2 separate regions of the Triticum aestivum genome follow, and region 2 is linked to region 1. Evidence: chromatin contacts called from public Hi-C data. All regions are on one chromosome and are shown on one strand. Each heading gives the region's core, a stretch centred on a gene start, on an enhancer-like site or on the middle of the called end of the contact. The rest is flanking DNA. Distances are from core to core; before and after follow the strand shown. Region 1 holds the start of LOC123093285 (serine/threonine-protein phosphatase PP2A-4 catalytic subunit). Region 2 holds the start of LOC123093289.

The links. A called contact is a pair of places that touch in the nucleus more often than the background predicts.
Region 2: a contact with region 1 is called in a Hi-C map of leaf, with 3 times the contacts expected there. The contact joins the promoter of LOC123093289 here to the promoter of LOC123093285 in region 1. A contact is called at or near these places in 2 of 5 Hi-C or Micro-C datasets (both in leaf).

The regions. Positions count from the first base shown.
Region 1 is chr4B:565,722,479-565,726,122 of IWGSC CS RefSeq v2.1, reverse strand. LOC123093285 (serine/threonine-protein phosphatase PP2A-4 catalytic subunit) reads left to right here and starts at 2,038. Exons shown (of 11, transcript XM_044515206.1): 1 at 2,038-2,308; 2 at 2,919-2,975; 3 at 3,474-3,557. The coding sequence starts at 2,216.
Region 2 is chr4B:566,297,138-566,300,621 of IWGSC CS RefSeq v2.1, reverse strand. It overlaps LOC123093289, which reads left to right and starts at 2,057. Exons shown (of 4, transcript XM_044515209.1): 1 at 2,057-2,488; 2 at 2,571-2,657; 3 at 2,772-2,921; 4 at 3,028-3,484. The coding sequence starts at 2,192. The coding sequence ends at 3,336.

The DNA.
Region 1 (3,644 bases), core at 789-3,288:
TAGGCCTCATTTCAAGCATTGCAATACCATTTGTGCTCCATTTTACCAATTGTTACCTTGCTGTTTTTTATTATTACTATTACAAAAATCAATATCTACTATCCATATTATACTTGTATACTATCTCTTCGTCGAACTAGTGCACCTATACAATTTACCATTATATTTGGTGTGTTGGGGACACAAGAGACTATTTGTTATTTGGTTGCAGGGTTGTTTGAGAGAGACCATCTTCATCCTATGTCTCACAATGATTGATAAATCTTAGGTCATCCACTCAAGGAAAAATTGCTATTGTCCTACAAAACTCTGTGCTTGGAGGCCCAACACGAGTCTACAAGAATAAAGTTGCGTAGTAGACATCACTCCAACTTACTGATTGGTCCACATAAAAATACCACAATGCTCAAGTTCCGGTGTAAAAAAGGAGTAGCCATCCTTTGTCCATTCGCTGAATCACACACCAGATCCAAAAAGTGTACATTGTAAGTACTAAACAGAGCAGCAAGACAACTCCAACTACAAATTTAATTGAACATAGCATGAGCATAACTAAACTATAAATGTTCAGCCATACAAAACTGAACTGTACAACTAAAAAAAATCAGTTAACTGCAAAAATGTGCACTGAGCAAAATTCAGTTAACTAACCGCAAAAACTGAACTTATATCATTAATGAACTACAAAAGTTGCTGCAATTCTCCTGCATGACCATTAGCATAACTGAATTACAGTATCAGGCATAACTGCATGACCATGAGCATAACTGAAACTGCACAACAAACATCATTGAGCATAACTGAACTGCAGAAGTTCAAAAAATGAGCACTAATTTGCCTCCGACAAAATCATCTCAAGAGCACAAAAGAGCTTCATTTAAGCACCCACATCCATTGGAGACTATATTCACCGAAGAACCCTAGGCCTAAACCCATACTTTATCAACCGAAACAACTACTTTATCAGCCAAAACCCTAGCCTAAAATCATCGCTCAAAACCCTAGTTTTACAGCCGAACGGACGTAAGAAGAAGGTAGACGACGAACATAGCAAAGCAGAGGGAGGCAGAAGACTCCTAGTAGTCGGGTGGGAAGATGCCGAACGGGCGGACGGGATGAGCGGAAGGAGGTGCCTCCATACCACCAGTGAACTCCGGTGACGGCGATGATGCCGTGGTGGCTGACGCCATCAGTTGATTGCCGTGGCTGTCGCCCCCAACATGACACTACCTGGCCGCCCTTGAACGAACGAATGCGAACAAATACTGAGACAAATTTAATTCAGGTCCAGTGTATTGCGACTTGAATTCAGAAAAAGGCAAGGGTTATGTGCAAAAGTGCAGAGGACGATCGGCTCGACCACTTGGGCGCCACTTGTCTCGCTCTGATTGGGCTATGACCAAATCATCACATCTAGTGCAAGTTTGAGAATGGTGTGGTGCACTTTTGCAACTATTGGACTAAATCGTTACATTCTGGACATGTTCTAGATTTGGGGTGCTTTTAATTCTTCTTTCTTAGTATGGAGCCGGAGGTTTCTACCCCCGTTGATCGAAAAAGATATATCCCTATTTTCTGATGAGTTAAAAAACCTTGATTAAATTGCACGTTGGATCGTAAAGAAAAGGAGATTTAAATTATGGCAAATAATTTATGAAGATTAAAGATAATTTCCCTATATTCTGATCAATTCAGAAACTCGATTAAATTACACTTTTCATAGTAAAGAAAAAGAGATTAAAATTACATGTTTCCGACTCATATTTTTTTTACAGGTTGTCATCATACTATGCTGCGATGAGAAAGCCAATTGCCGATCTTCAACTAGGATCAAGTGTGTCGCTACTCAAATGGCCACGGAGCCCCTCCGGATCTCGATAAATCTCGAATTTTGAGAAGGATGGCGCCCCGGGTCTCTCTCCGGTCCACGCACGCGCTCGGCCCCCGCCGGCAGCCACTTGCGAGCCGCGACGCGGAGCGCGTGGGTCCCACCCGCTGGACAGATTTGGGCCCATGTGGCGGATGATGGGCTTCCCGTCCGCGTCCAGTTCCTTCCCCCGCTCCCCCCCCAGTCTCACTCCCCACTCTCCTGTTCCGCGGCCCCGACCCAGCGCTCCCCTCCCTCCCTCTCGCCCCGCCTTGCCGCCGGCGACGAGCTCTAGCTCAGGTTGCCTTTTCCCCCGGTCGGCGGCGGAGGAGGCGGGCGGCAGAGGACATGGAGCCCATGAGCGTGGACAGCAGCGGCTGCGGCGGCCTGGACGCGCAGATCGAGCAGCTCTTGCAGTGCCGCCCGCTCGCCGAGCAAGAGGTGAGATTTCCGCACGCTTCTGTCCGCCGTTCCATCTGGCTTTCTCGCTCGCTCCCTCGCCGGCGCCGCCGCCGGATCTGGCGAATGCTCGTTTTGATCTGTTATCAAAGGCGGCCGCCTCTAGGGTTTTTTGACAACTCGGCTGCTGGTTCGAGGCCCTGGATTCGGGGCGTGATCCGGTGATTTGGGTGCTGTTTGTCATGCTGGATGGTTTGGAGGATGATAGATATGAGTCTAGCTTGCGCCTGTCCAAGGGTCGTTTTTGAATCATTCTGCTGCCGTGCTTCAGATTTGGTCTCTCGGGATAGATCTCCTGTAATAGTTGCTTTAAAGTAGCGTCAAAGTAGGAATTTTTGCAAGCTCCTATTGTCTCCACTGCCATATCAGTAGGGAAAACGCCATCTTTAGGGGCAAGTGCATCTTCCTCAAAAAAGAATGAAGGGTCAAGTGTATCACCTGTAGGATGTCGTTCGTATACATTTGGGTCGATGTGGATAGTGTGTGAGTTGTTGGTCAGAAACAGGAATATTTGATGCCCACAAACATTTATAGAGTTTATTTCTCACATTCCTGGAATCAGACTTGTGTCCTTACAGCCCCACATGTGCAGGTTAAAGCACTATGCGAGAAGGCTAAGGAGATATTGATGGAGGAAAGCAATGTGCAGGTATTACATACCATCAGTTCTCATCTCACTTGTGCAGTGTATCTTTTATACACGCGTTGGGTATCTTCATAGCTGGTTCCAAAGGTTGTTTGAGCTTATTATACTGTCTTGGATCTTGGCACTGCCTAAGCAACAGCATCGTCATTGTATTGTTCAGATAGCTGTTTCCTTTATTCAGTCCTATGTGTCGAGGGCATTCTGATCAATAATTTGCTTTCAATTATATCCTGTTCTTTTGGTGATTTTTGTTCAACCCATAAACTGGCAATTGCTGATGCTAAAATAAACATAGTAATTTAAGGTCTTCTTCTTCCCCGCCCATTTCATCTGCTTAATTGTTAGCTCTTATGTATATCATGAAATGGTACAAAGTTCCACTCTGACACCTCAACACTGCATTGTTACAAACATTATCTAAAATTATCTACCTGTATGGTGATAAGGTACACTTGTAGATAAGCATTGGCTTTAAGGTGTTGCATTTTCTTTGTTTTGCAGCCAGTCAAAAGCCCAGTGACAATCTGTGGTGATATTCACGGACAATTCCATGATCTTGTTGAGCTTTTCCGGATTGGCGGGAAGGTACTACTGTTGTTAGCTGATCTTTATTCTTTCCTACCATGCACCCTGCTTTAACACAATGCATTTTTTATTACATCTCCGAATGGC
Region 2 (3,484 bases), core at 808-3,307, 570 kb before region 1:
AGGTAATGGGAGGCCTAGGTTTTAAAGATTTTGAACTCTTCAATATGACGATGTTGGCGCGACAGGCATGGAGACTGCTCCAAGCACCAGAATCCCTGAGTGCCCGCTTGTTGAAGAGCATATATTTCCCTGGAACCATCATCCTGGAGGCGACTTTGGGCAACCATCCAAGTCAGATATGGCGAGCCATTATCAAAGGTAGGGATACACTTAAGCAAGGCCTCATCCGCCGAATTGCTAACGGCCAATCTGCTCGCATTTGGGAGGACCCGTGGCTGCCAAGAGATGAGATGCTACGACCATATGGGAGCATTCACCCTAATCCACCGATCATGGTTGCGGAGCTCATCGACCACACAAGCGCTACGTGGAATAGTCAGCTAATCAACCAAGTGTTTATGCCTATGGATGCAAGCATCATTTTGGGGATCCCAGTGTGCACCCGCAACCTTCAGGATTTTTGGAGCTGGAATTTTGAAACAAGTGGAAACTTCACTGTCAAATCAGCATATCGTATGCTAGTAGCAACAAGACAGCGACTGGAGGCATGGCTTGAAGGTACGACTGGTACCTCAAATACTGCAGTCGAGGAAGGAGCATGGAAAACATTGTGGAGGACCCAGGTTCTGGCAAAGGTGAGGATGTTTCTCTGGCGCTTATCGAAGCATTCTCTGCCTACGGAGGACGTCCGGGCTAATCGACACATGGCTGATAATGCTCAATGCGGATTGTGCGGTTCTCCTGGTTCATGAAGACATTCTCTGGTAAACTGCACTAGTTCAAGATGTGTGTGGGCACTAGTTGATGAGGAACTAGCACAAAGCCTGGTATCGAACACGGAACCCAACGCCAAGCAGTGGCTTTTCACCTTCATGCAGTCACTCGCTCATGATCAATTTGTTTTGCTGGCGGTCACACTCTGGGCGATATGGACTGCACGTCGCAAGGCTATTCATGAAGGAATTTTCCAATCGCCTCAAGCAACTAATTCGTTTGTCAGGCGATTCATTGATGAACTCAATATGATCAACATGAGAAGCCCGACGAGGACAAGTGGAGCTCCAGCAACGGGGCAGACACGGGCGATTCGTCCCAAGGCTCCCCCTGCTGGTTTTGCCAAGATCCAGGTAGATGCTGGAGTGAGAGCGAGGAACGGTGGATCGGCTGCGGCAGTATGCAGGGATGGGCAAAGCAATTACCTTGGTAGTTCAGCGTTGGTGGTAGCTAGCCTAGAGGACCCAGCAATTCTTGAATCAATTGCTTGCCGGGAGGCGTTGGCGCTGGCCGAAGATCTTAACATCCACAACTTTGTCATTGCATCTGACTCCAAACAAATGATAGCTAATATTTCATGTGGTGACAAAGGAAGGAGTAGTTCTATCATAGAGGAGATTAATATTAGAGCTTTTATGTTTCAATGTAATTTTTGTTTTGAAGGTCGTGCGGCTAATGTCGACGCACACAAACTAGCCAAATACTCACTTAGTCTCGGTCCGGGGCGCCATCTCTGGTTAGGCCAACCCCATGATGCGAGTTGTATTCCACCCTTTGTAGTCTTTGATGAATAAAATTTAGCTTTCCCCTAAAAAAAAGCACAAAGCTCTACAGTCTTTAATTCGGAGCACCCGGAATTACGGACGGACGCATTTGGTATGATTGCCGAGCCGTGCGTGTCCCTTTTGCGTGGTCGTCGTGCCGAGGCATACGTGCACGCAGGGGACTCCTCAGCTTTGGTTTACCCCTCCCCTCGGTCCCACGTGTAAACCAACCTCCGCTTCCCTCCAAAACAGGGGTCAACTTTAGCACAACAACACGAGGCGCAAACATATACAGTACTGCACGTATTTCTGAGCCTCTACATGCAGTAGAATTGTAGATACATCTGGGTTACTGCTACTACTAGACGTATCCCTCCCTCCTGACCCATGACTGAATCTGAGCTTGACACAAATATCCCACTAGAAAAAGTTGAAATGCAACAACCGAGAGTTGAAACCTCTTTGCTGGAAACTCTTGGAAGAAACCGGCCGGCGTGTAGGGCCTACCCGGACGGACCCTGTTGCCCTTACTTGCAAGAATGCTCAACTCTGCTCCATGCCCTCGTGGAGCTCGTTTACTTATTGGCACAGCCGGCGATCGAGCAGGGGGAACTCGCAGCTCCCAACTCTGACAAAGATCTGTCGAGCAGAGGATGACTTCGCCGAGCCTCACGACGTGCCGGCATGCTGCAGCTCGTCCGCGTGCAAGCAGGGTCACTGGCCGCAGCGGCGTCAGGGCGGCGCCGCTCCGATCAAGATCAGGAAATGGTTTTGCACCGAGCGTCTCGTGGTCGTCGCCGTCGCCGTCGAGAGCGATCACCAGTTGCGCTCTGAAGCCGCCGCCATCGTACGGCGGCAAGGCGACGGAGAAGAAGAAGGTCAACCCCAGGGATCTCTTCACCTTCTCCTACCGGTTCAACACCGACATCCCCATGGGTGAGACTCCAGGGGTAAGTCGTCGCTGCTAGTGTTATTTGTGCTAATATAATTGGGAGGTGATCTGAGCTGAGGCTCGGTTCTTTCTTTGCTCAGGCGTCCATCGACGACTACCTCATGAACAGGCCGAGGATCGTCGGGGCCGTGTTCCCGGACAAGCGCAAGCGCACCAAACTCAACGACGTGAGTGATCTTCACCATTTCCTTCCTTCCAAAGTTTTCGTTTCTGAAGCTGCACGGCAACTCTGACGGAGGTAGCTCCGTGGTGATCGATGGATGAATGTTGAATTTTGACAGGAGGAGTGGAGAGTGCAGCTGGTGCCGATCCAGTTCCTGTTCCTGTCGGCGTGCCCGGTGATCGCCGTCCGCTTCGTGAGCAGGTCCGGCGGGGTGGGGTACCCGCCCCACGTCCCCGTGCACGCCACCAGCCTCCTCCTCATGGAAGTGGTAACCACTTTCGCGCACCACCACCATCACTTTTAATTTTCTCCATCGTCATCGTCAGCCTGAACTCATGGCTGATGCAAATGCAATGGATGGATATGAGTTGCAGACGGACTACAAGCTGAAGGGGCTGCAGAGGGACGCGATGCCGTCGCACCTGGCGCTGACGGTGCGGGGCTCGCTGTACCCGCAGCCGGAGGGGCGGAGGAGCCTGCGGGGCCACGTGGAGATGAGCGTGGGGTTCAACCTGCCGCCGGTGCTGGCGCTCGTGCCGGAGCCCATCATCCGGGGCGTCGGCGACACCGTGCTCCGGCAGCTCGCGGAGCAGATGAAGCACGACTTCGATACCGGCCTCGCCGCCGACTTCAAGAAGTACCGCACCGAGAAGCTCACCGAGGGGAGGACCCCCGAACACTGAACCACATTTTCCTTCTCTTTTTTCTGGTGGCGTTGGCTGCTGCCCGGTAACAGTAACTATTCATGGAAGATTCTTTCGAACTTGTCGCACGACCAATAATAAGTTGCTAATGTATCGTGTTATTCGTCAGTGCGTCGACATGACTGAC